2 separate regions of the Danio rerio genome follow, and region 2 is linked to region 1. Evidence: chromatin contacts called from public Micro-C data. All regions are on one chromosome and are shown on one strand. The core of a region is the stretch at or near the end of the contact, and the rest is flanking DNA. Distances in the headings are between cores, read along the strand shown.

The links. A called contact is a pair of places that touch in the nucleus more often than the background predicts.
Region 2: a contact with region 1 is called in a Micro-C map of caudal fin, with 6 times the contacts expected there. The contact joins the promoter of wipf2b here to the promoter of krt1-19e in region 1. A contact is called at or near these places in 4 of 18 Hi-C or Micro-C datasets (caudal fin and embryo) and 1 of 4 datasets of contacts at active chromatin or transcription factors (embryo).

Annotation. Positions count from the first base shown.
Region 1 is chr19:6,278,390-6,283,147 of GRCz12tu, forward strand. It overlaps krt1-19e (keratin, type 1, 19e), which reads right to left and starts at 2,012. Exons shown (of 8, transcript NM_001114342.1): 1 at 1,439-2,012; 2 at 1,258-1,340; 3 at 462-618; 4 at 1-62. The coding sequence starts at 1,966.
Region 2 is chr19:6,537,545-6,542,080 of GRCz12tu, forward strand. wipf2b (WAS/WASL interacting protein family, member 2b) reads left to right here and starts at 1,825. Exons shown (of 8, transcript NM_001002165.1): 1 at 1,825-1,880.

The DNA of each region.
Region 1 (4,758 bases), core at 762-3,261:
GGTGCGGCATCAACCTCCACGTTGACCTGTCCACTCATTTGATCGCGTGAGGTCGAGAGGTCCTGAAAACACATCACATCTCTTTAAAAACACTTTCACAGCATGACCTGTTTATCCTTGACCTCGAATGGAATGGAATGAAAATTTGTAACAAAACAGTGACATCTAGAGGTTAAAGATATAACGCTGACCCGACCTGACCTCCTGTCTAAATTGTTGAACTGCGCTATTTTTAAAAAAATGCCACCTTTTTAGATTCTCAGAAGCATTTTTTAGTAAATGGTTCTTAAATTAATATTTATTTCTGACTCTGAAGTAGATTCAGATCTCTAAATAACCTTTTTTCTTCAATGAAGATTGGAAAGATTGTATGAGATTCATCAATAACGGGATATAACTTCTTGATAGCATACATTTTGAGTTTTTCTACTAGCCTGAAAGGTTTTGTAATGATTTATTACCTCCTGGTGATTCGCCTTCATGTAGGCCAGCTCCTCAGTGAGGGCTTCGATCTGCAGATTGAGGTCTTTTTGGCCCATGTTGAGGTCACTGAGAACATTCTTCAACCCAGCGATGTCAGCTTCCACAGACTGACGCATGCTCAGCTCATTCTCATATCTGCAAAGCAAAAAACAACAGGATAAAATACACAGTAGCCAATGTTTGAAGTGGAAGTCTTTCATCAAAGTTGTCCTTACGCTAGTGAACACCACCCATTCTTTACTTTGGACAGTTTCAAAACCGTTATTGGTCCACTTCAAATGTTAAGTACTGAATATCCAGCCTGACCTCATGAGGAAACGTACAGTAAGTATTTCATGTTTTGTCAGTTTAGTGGCTAATTCTTACAAATTCATACGAGTTCAGTTGTACGAAAATGTACGATTTTAAAAAGAAGGCCTGGCACCCAACCCCATGCCTAACCTCAACCGTCACTGGGTCATGAGCAAATCGTACTAAATTGTACGAATTAGATCTTACGAATTCATACGAATTAGCCACTAAATCAAAAACTTCCGAATTGCAGTGAGATTGCGTTGGAATATCTGTGTGTATTATTTAGTCAATTTTACAACAGTTATGATTGCAGTTTTACTTCAAAATTTCACTTGTATACAAAGTGTTACTTGACATTTCTTTGGAAAGTTTGCTAAATTTATTATGAATTTCTTAGTTAAGTTGGTTTCAAAACCAATTTCCAGTGTTCACTTTAAATAATCTTAATGTAAAAATGATTTTAATGGTAAAAAGAATTACTTTATTCTGAAGTCATCCGCAGCCAAGCTGGAGTTGTCAATACTGAGGTGAACAGTGTTATTCAGCTGTATGGCGGCCAAGATCTGAGAAGTAAAAATTATAAATATTTTGCCTTTTTTATGGTGTGGTTGTATTATACAAATAAGCAGTAACCTCAAATGATCTGCCTAATTAGACTTACCTTAGCCTGGAGGTCACTGACAACAGTCTCGAAGGCAGAGTAGTTACGTGCAGCTCCAGTAGGAGAGATTTTGTTCTCCAGGAACTCCCGTATCTTCAACTCTAGCTCAGCATTGGCTTTCTCAAGAGAGCGCACCTTGTCCAGGTATGAAGCCAGACGGTCGTTGAGATTCTGCAAGGTGAACTTCTCATTGCCAATGATGCTGTCATCTGCTGCTCCAGAGGCACCGATTCCCCAGAATCCTCCTCCTGCTGCAGCACCAAATCCTCCACCAGCCCCAAACCCTGCACCAGCACCACCTGCAGACCCAAATCCACCTCCAAAGCCGAAGTTACCTCCTGATCCTGCTGCGGACATGGAGCGGGATGCACTGGAGATGCGGACCCCTGCGCCTCCTGCACCTCCATACACACTGCCAGACCTCATGGCGCTGATGCGGCCACCTCCTCCACCTGAAGAAGAGAGGCGCGAGGAGCCCATGGAGGACCTGCTGGAAACGAAGCTTCCGCTGGAGAAGGTGGTAGCCATGTGGATGGTGGTTGGTGTCTTACTCTGCTCTGCCTGAAGAGTGAGTACAGTGCAGAAGCTTTGAGTTCTTTTATACGCTGGTGAAGCTGTCAAGGAAGGACCTGCTGACCTCAAAACTTGCTGACAGCAAGGAATTCTATCAGCTTAAATCACGTAAAGTGAAAGGTGACGCTGAGATGTAAAATCAGTTGACTGATCATCCCCTCCAGGAAGTAAGATACACGCTTACATTCCCCCTCCAAAAGTTTCTCAGATGAGAATATCTCTGTACATGTTCAAACATTTTCTTGTTTTTAGTGCTGGATTTACTGTAGTAAACACTCTCACGCTCTAAAATCTTTGTATATTCAAGGTTGCACCGTTATTGGCATTGATTGCTCTATGAAGAACCTTTTAACATCCATGCAAACTTTGCACAAAACATTTGTTTTGCGGGGGAAAAGGTTCTTTAGATTGTTAAAATGTCCTTCACGCTAAATGGTTCAAAGAACTCTTCACTGAAAAAAGTGTTGTTCTGGGATTATTGTCAGAACACCTTTATTTCAGTTCAATTGTGCACTGTAAATCCTAAAAGGTTAAGGTAACTCAAACCATTTGAGGAAACCGATTGCAAAAAACCCTTTAAGTTCAAAAACTAATACTAATGAGTACTGTGAACTTAATCCATTTGAGTAAACAAAGCAGTTTGAACACAGTAAAACCCAATAAAATAAGAGAACTCAAACTAACTGAGTACTGTACAAACCAATAAGTTAAGGCAACTCAAACCGTTTGAGGAAACTGATCGCTACAAACCATTTTAGTAAAAAAAAACTAACCTATATGAGTACTGTGAACTTAATGTAATGAGGTAAATTCATTCATTATACCTTAAACACTGAGTTCAACATTCTTTTTTAAATGAGTTGTATAAACTTTCAGTAAATTTTGAGTTTACTACACTCATTTCATTTGATAAAGTTGACTGTTGGGTGTTACAGTGTTTCTGTTGCATTCTTAAAAAAAAATAAAGGTTCTTTAATGAACTTGATGGTTCAAAGATCCTGTGACATTTGTTGAATCTTTTTCTATTCGAAGAATTTTTTTGGAAACGGTTATTTATATTATAAAAATAACATTAATAATTGTAATTAATAATTAATAAAATGTGTTCTTCACACAACGACAAACATAGTTCTTCAAAAAAATGTTGACGGAAAGATTCTTTGAGGAACCAAAAATTATTCTTTTAAAGCATCATTGCCATCAGATGCCATAAAAAGAGTTCCCCTGGGAACCATTCAGTGAGCAATTTTTTAAAGAACATTTTAATACACTTTTTCCAAATACAATGTTAAAGGTTCTTCAATTAAATGCCAGTAAGAACTTATAAATCATAGGCCATTAACTGACTCATCAAATGATGCACTCATTTTAAAAATGAGCTACCAGGTCAAATGAGCAAACCAGGTCGCTGGTTTGCCTCGGCTAGGTCAGTTGGCATTTCTGTGTTGAGTTTGCATGTTCTCTCTGTGTTGGCGTGGGGTACCTCCGGGTGTTCCGGTTTCCCCCACAAATCCAAAGACATGCAGTATAGGTGAATTTGGAAAGCTAAATTGTCCATAGTGTATGTGTGTGAATGAGTGTGTATGGGTGTTTCCCAGTAATGGGTTGTAGCTGGAAGGGCATCCGCTGCATAAAACTTATGCTGGATAAGTCAGCAGTTCATTCCGCTGTGGTGACCCCTGAATAACAAATGGACTAAGCCGAAAAGAAAATGAATATAAAGATGTGCAGAGTTTGAACACCAGCCGTTCATGCTTGTGAGCTGTGTTGGATAAGGTTGAGTAACTGAAGATGGGGAATGAACAAATGAAGATATGAATACAGAACACCCATTGAATTGGAAAAGAATAGGCCTATAATTAAACAAGACGCTATGATGTAAGCTGACCTCGTTGGTAACTCATGATTTGACTTCAGTGACTTGTTTAGCAATTTTACTATAAAGATAGTTTGAAGCTCATGTTTGTGCATGTACCTGTGTGTTTCTCACCAAGTTTAAACAACGTTAAATTCCTCCCTTAGGCAGTGAAGCTGAAGTGCAAGAATTTTCATAAAAAGAAATTTATGGTGCATTTTATAGTTATTATGTGTCTTCAGTTCTTATACTGAAGTGCTAAGTAGGATTTGCATTAGCCCCCTCTTATATTAAATTAGCAGATTTAATAATGTTCCACATTCCCTGTACACTGTATATTGTTTTGCCTGAATTCTGAGCGCTTGATGTTACTTGATGAATGTTACTTGATAGTCTAATGCACTCTCTCTTGTGCACATCACTCTCGAATGCTTGGTCGTATACTCAACATTAAAGAAATAGGCTGCATTTGACGAATTCTTATACCTCAGCACGGAAAACGGTTTTGATAAATGAAAAATTCTAGCTACAGTTCCGTTAAAACGTTTGTGTAAACACGATTATCTCGTAACTGAGTCACCTAAGTCGAAATTTGCTTCTCTGAAAGCCAGAAATGTCCTATTTAGAGGGAAATAAATGGAAATATTAACTTTTCTACTTCTTGATTTTGCTGCGTCAATCGCGTGCTCGACCACAAGAGCGCGCGCGCGGCCGTCAGAAATGGCGCGGTTTTCTGAGGGAGAGTGGAGAAGGGCTGAGGTCATCACAAATGACTGCACAGAGGTTTGAAGGCAAATTTTGAGAATATTTTAATATTCATGCCGTTAAAATCCATTTATAAAATGTATTTCTAGATTGATAGTCGCTTTTCGAGGTAAGCTTGACTCAGTTT
Region 2 (4,536 bases), core at 575-3,074, 260 kb after region 1:
ATTTAGGATTAATTTGAATTAAAAATATACTATATATTTGTTTTATTATTATATATTGCTTTTTATTATTCTATTGTTACATTTATTTATTTATATACACATACGCATTTTTAAAAATATTTATTTATTTGACATTTGACGGCGCGATGACACAACGGGTAGCGATGCCATCCTCGCCGCAAGAAGATCGCTGGTTCAAGCCCCAGCTGGATCAGTTGGCATTTCTGTGTTTGCATGTTCTCCTCGTGTTGGCGTGGGTTTCCTCCATGTGTCAGGTTTGCCCCACAGTTCAAAGATATGCGCTATATGTGAATTGAATAAGTTGGACTTAGTGTGTGAATAAGAGTGTATGGGTGTTTTCTAGTGATGGGTTGCAGCTGGAAGTGCATCCGCTGGTAAAACATGCTGGATAAGTTGGCGGTTCATTCTGCTTTGGCGACCCCTGATTAGTAAAGAGACTAAGCTGAAAAGAAAAATAATCATTAGGTTAGCCACACAAACCATGGGATGGGCATATATTTAATCCTCCAGCACCACCACGTGGCGGCATGTAGTATTCCTGGTTAATCAGCAGCGTCATCATCATCATCATCATCATCATCACACAACTACATTTTTATTCACTTTCGTTTCGGCTTAGTCCCTTTGTTAGTCAGGGGTCACCACAGCGTTATGAACCACCCGCAACTACATTTTATTGTGCAAGAAATTAATCGTATTAAGATTATTTTAATAGACAATGCAAATCGGCAAATTAACTTGACAAATAGAAAATTAATAATTCATTACAGGGAACATGCCAGCTCACACGTCTAGATGATTATAAATGAGTCATTGTAAGTATACTTGTGTTTGTGTGTGCGTGTGTGTGTAATATAATATAATATTATATAATATTATATAATATTATATAATATTATATAATATTATAATATATATATATATATATATATATATATATATATATATATATATATATATATATATATATATAATGTTCTTTTTTTAATGTAAACTTTATAAATGCTTTGGCAATACATTTGTCATGCCAATAAAGCAATTATTAAATTGAAATTGAAATTGAGAGAACAGAGCAAAATTTGAAACAGAATGAACTCAAAAATTTAACAAGAACCTTGAATGTCTGAACAAAGCTTTTAAAATATAGATAAAAATAATAAATTACATTTTACTATGAAAGTCTTAATGATCAAAAATTCAAAATTGTCAAATTGTCATGAATTAATGAAAATATAAATGAAAATATTTTACTGTGTTAAACAGTATAAAAGAAACAAACAAAAATGTAATTATACTATTCTAATACTTGTAATATAAAAAAGATGAGCAAAATTCAAATAAGCAGCCAACATTTAACAGTAGATTTATATTAAAACGTAAAAGAAAAAAAATAATTAAATGTGAAAAATAACTGACCAAATACACCAGCTACTATAATGACTATAAATGTTTTACTGTAATTAATTACAAACGAATTTCTTTCCAAGTCATAGTTTAACCCATGTCATATTATAGTATTTATAGTATTCACATAAGGATGATTTGTGGTCTGTGGCATATTAAAGATTAAAAACAATATAAAAATGCAACTTGTTAATAAAAGATACATTTACGATACATCTTACCGCACATTTTTACAGCTAAAAGAAAAAAGGTTCACAAGTACATCAGATTATCTTTGCTTTGCGTTCGATATTTCTAAAAAACAGAGGCTTTTAAAATCAATAAACATTTTCACGTGAAGACCTACTGTGACGCCATTTCCGGTCCGAACTGGGGAGCAAATCAAGGCGATTGATGCGCGGGATCATGTCTGAGGGGAAGTCGGTTTGCGAAAACATTGGACATTCCGGAAAAAAGTAGGCACGAACATTGTTTTAATACATTGCATAAACAAATTACGCCAAGCTCGACAAAACGGGACATTTTTTTTCTCACGCAGCGTCGGTCAGTTTGGCAGAAAACGTCTTGACGTGACCGACGCACCTGCTGAGGCCAAGCTAAGCTAAGGCTAAAGTCTAGCTAATTCACAAATAAATACATGTACGAGTAAATAACGAGTCATGCATAAACCTAATTTAACCACACGTATTTATTGGTTTTATAGCTGAAATTAGCTGAATAAAGTATGCGTTAGACTGCAGGCAGTGTTGTTTACATAGCACACAATTAGTTTTCCTCTAGATTTCCAGAGCAGCTACACTGATTTATGATACCGTGACGTTAAACATTATTCTAATTAGCTCTCATGGGCATCAGAAAAACGGACATCCAACATAAATGTATACGTTAATTTAAACTGGTTGTAATGTAGCTTCCATGTTTCTTCCTTGAAAACTGGTCAGGTTAGAAATAAGGAAATCCCGTTAAGCTTCATTCATGTTATCTGAGCTGCAGTGGTTGATCCGTTAACGAGGACAATGTATATCATATGCAAGATTTTCAGATTGTCAATGCAAATGAGGCAAAACATGGTGCTATATTTGCACATTCAGACTTTCTCCTTAATAATATAATCTAATTTCTCAAAAGTATTATTTGTGAATTCTAATAAAATAGGAAACTCATATTAGCAGCCCATGACTAACATTGTTCACGGTCAATTAAATAGTGCTAATGTTGTTTTGAAGTCGTACTTGCATGACATTTCAGACCATATAATTAAAGTAGCGTAGGTAAACAATATAAGGAGAAAATAAAACTAATGTATGAATATAAAACCAACTTGAAATGATAGAGGTAAAGTATGTTTTATATCCGGATATTCAGACATTCTCCTTAATAATATAATCTCAGAAAAGTATTCTTTGCAAATTTTAAATAGGGAAATCGTGTAAGCAGCCAATGATTATCAAAGTACAACATTGTTTACAGTCCATTAGATAGTGCTAATGTGGTTTTAAAGTCATACTTGCATTTTAATTCTGACCGAATATTCAAATTAGCGTGTTAAACAATACAGAGACTGTTAAATGAACGAATGTTCAAATATAAAACTACCTTTACCTCAATCTTGAAATGGACAGAGGGTCAATATTTTTTTAGTGAGTAGTTGGTGCTTTTCCACTCCAAGCATGCATTCAGTTATTCAGAAATTGATTGTGTAATATTACGAATAAATACTTAAAAAATATTATTTTTCATGTTTCTGTTGATGCAGTAATAGTGGATAAAATGGATCATAGTTTCTATAAAAACAATATTGAGCGGCAAATAAATGCTGTAATTTTAGTCAATATAATAATAGAAATATAGCAGTTTCCACAGAAATCCATATTGATAATCTTTAAATCTATTTTTAAGTAGCACATCTGCATATTAAAATGATTTGTGAAGAGTCATGTTGGCAACTTATAATGACACGTATTATTAATTTTGACATCATAATATACTATTTTAATATTATTAATCATGATTAAATTTATGTTGTATCACAGAAAATAATTGTGTAATAATGCGAAAAATGCTTTAAAAATGTTTTTCTTGTTTCTGTTGATGCAGTAATACTGGACAAACGTATCATGGTTTGTATATAAAAAAATATTGAGAAGCAATTAAATGCTGTCATTTTAGTCAATACAGTTATTTAAATTAAAAAAATAGCAGTTTCCACTGAATCTATATTGATAATCGGTAAATGTTTTTTAAGTAGCAAATCTGCATATTAAAATGATTTATGAAGGACCATATTGTACTTGCAACTTATTACTTATTAATTTTGACATTATAATATACTATTTTGATATTTATAATATTATTAATTATGATTGAATTCATGTTTGTATCACAGAAAATAATTGTGTAATATTGTGACAAAAATTGAGCAGCAAATGAATGCTGTGATTTTAGTCAATAAAATTATTCTAAAAAATAGCAGTTTCCACTGAAATCCAGATTGATAATCATTTTAGAGTAACAAAATCACCATTAAACTAATTTGAGAAGGATTATGTACTGACAACTGCCATTATAATGCTTATTAGTTTTGATATTATAATATACTATTTTGATATTATAATATTATCAATTATGATGAAATTGATGTTTGTATCACAGAAAATTATATAATAATAATATTGCAAAAAATGCATTAAAATAAATGTGTGTTTCTGTTGATGCAGTAATGCTGGACAAAATGTATCATGGTTTCTATTAAAAACAATATTGAGCAGCAAATAAAATCATAAACATATAGCAGTTTCCACTGAAATCTGTATTGATAATGGCAAAATCTTTTTTAAGTAGCAAATTTGCATTATGAAATGATTAGTGAAGGTTCATGCTGTGCTGGTGACTTATTATGAAGCTTATTATTCATTTTAACATTATAATATAAAATACTATTTTGATATTATAATATTAATGAATTATGATGAAGTTCATATTTATATCACAGAAATATATAACGTCTTCTAAACAAATTCCCTCGACCACAAAACCAGTGTTATGCACAGGTATATTTTGGAAATGGCCTAAAACACATTTTATGGGTCAAAATGATTTTTCTTTTTTCAT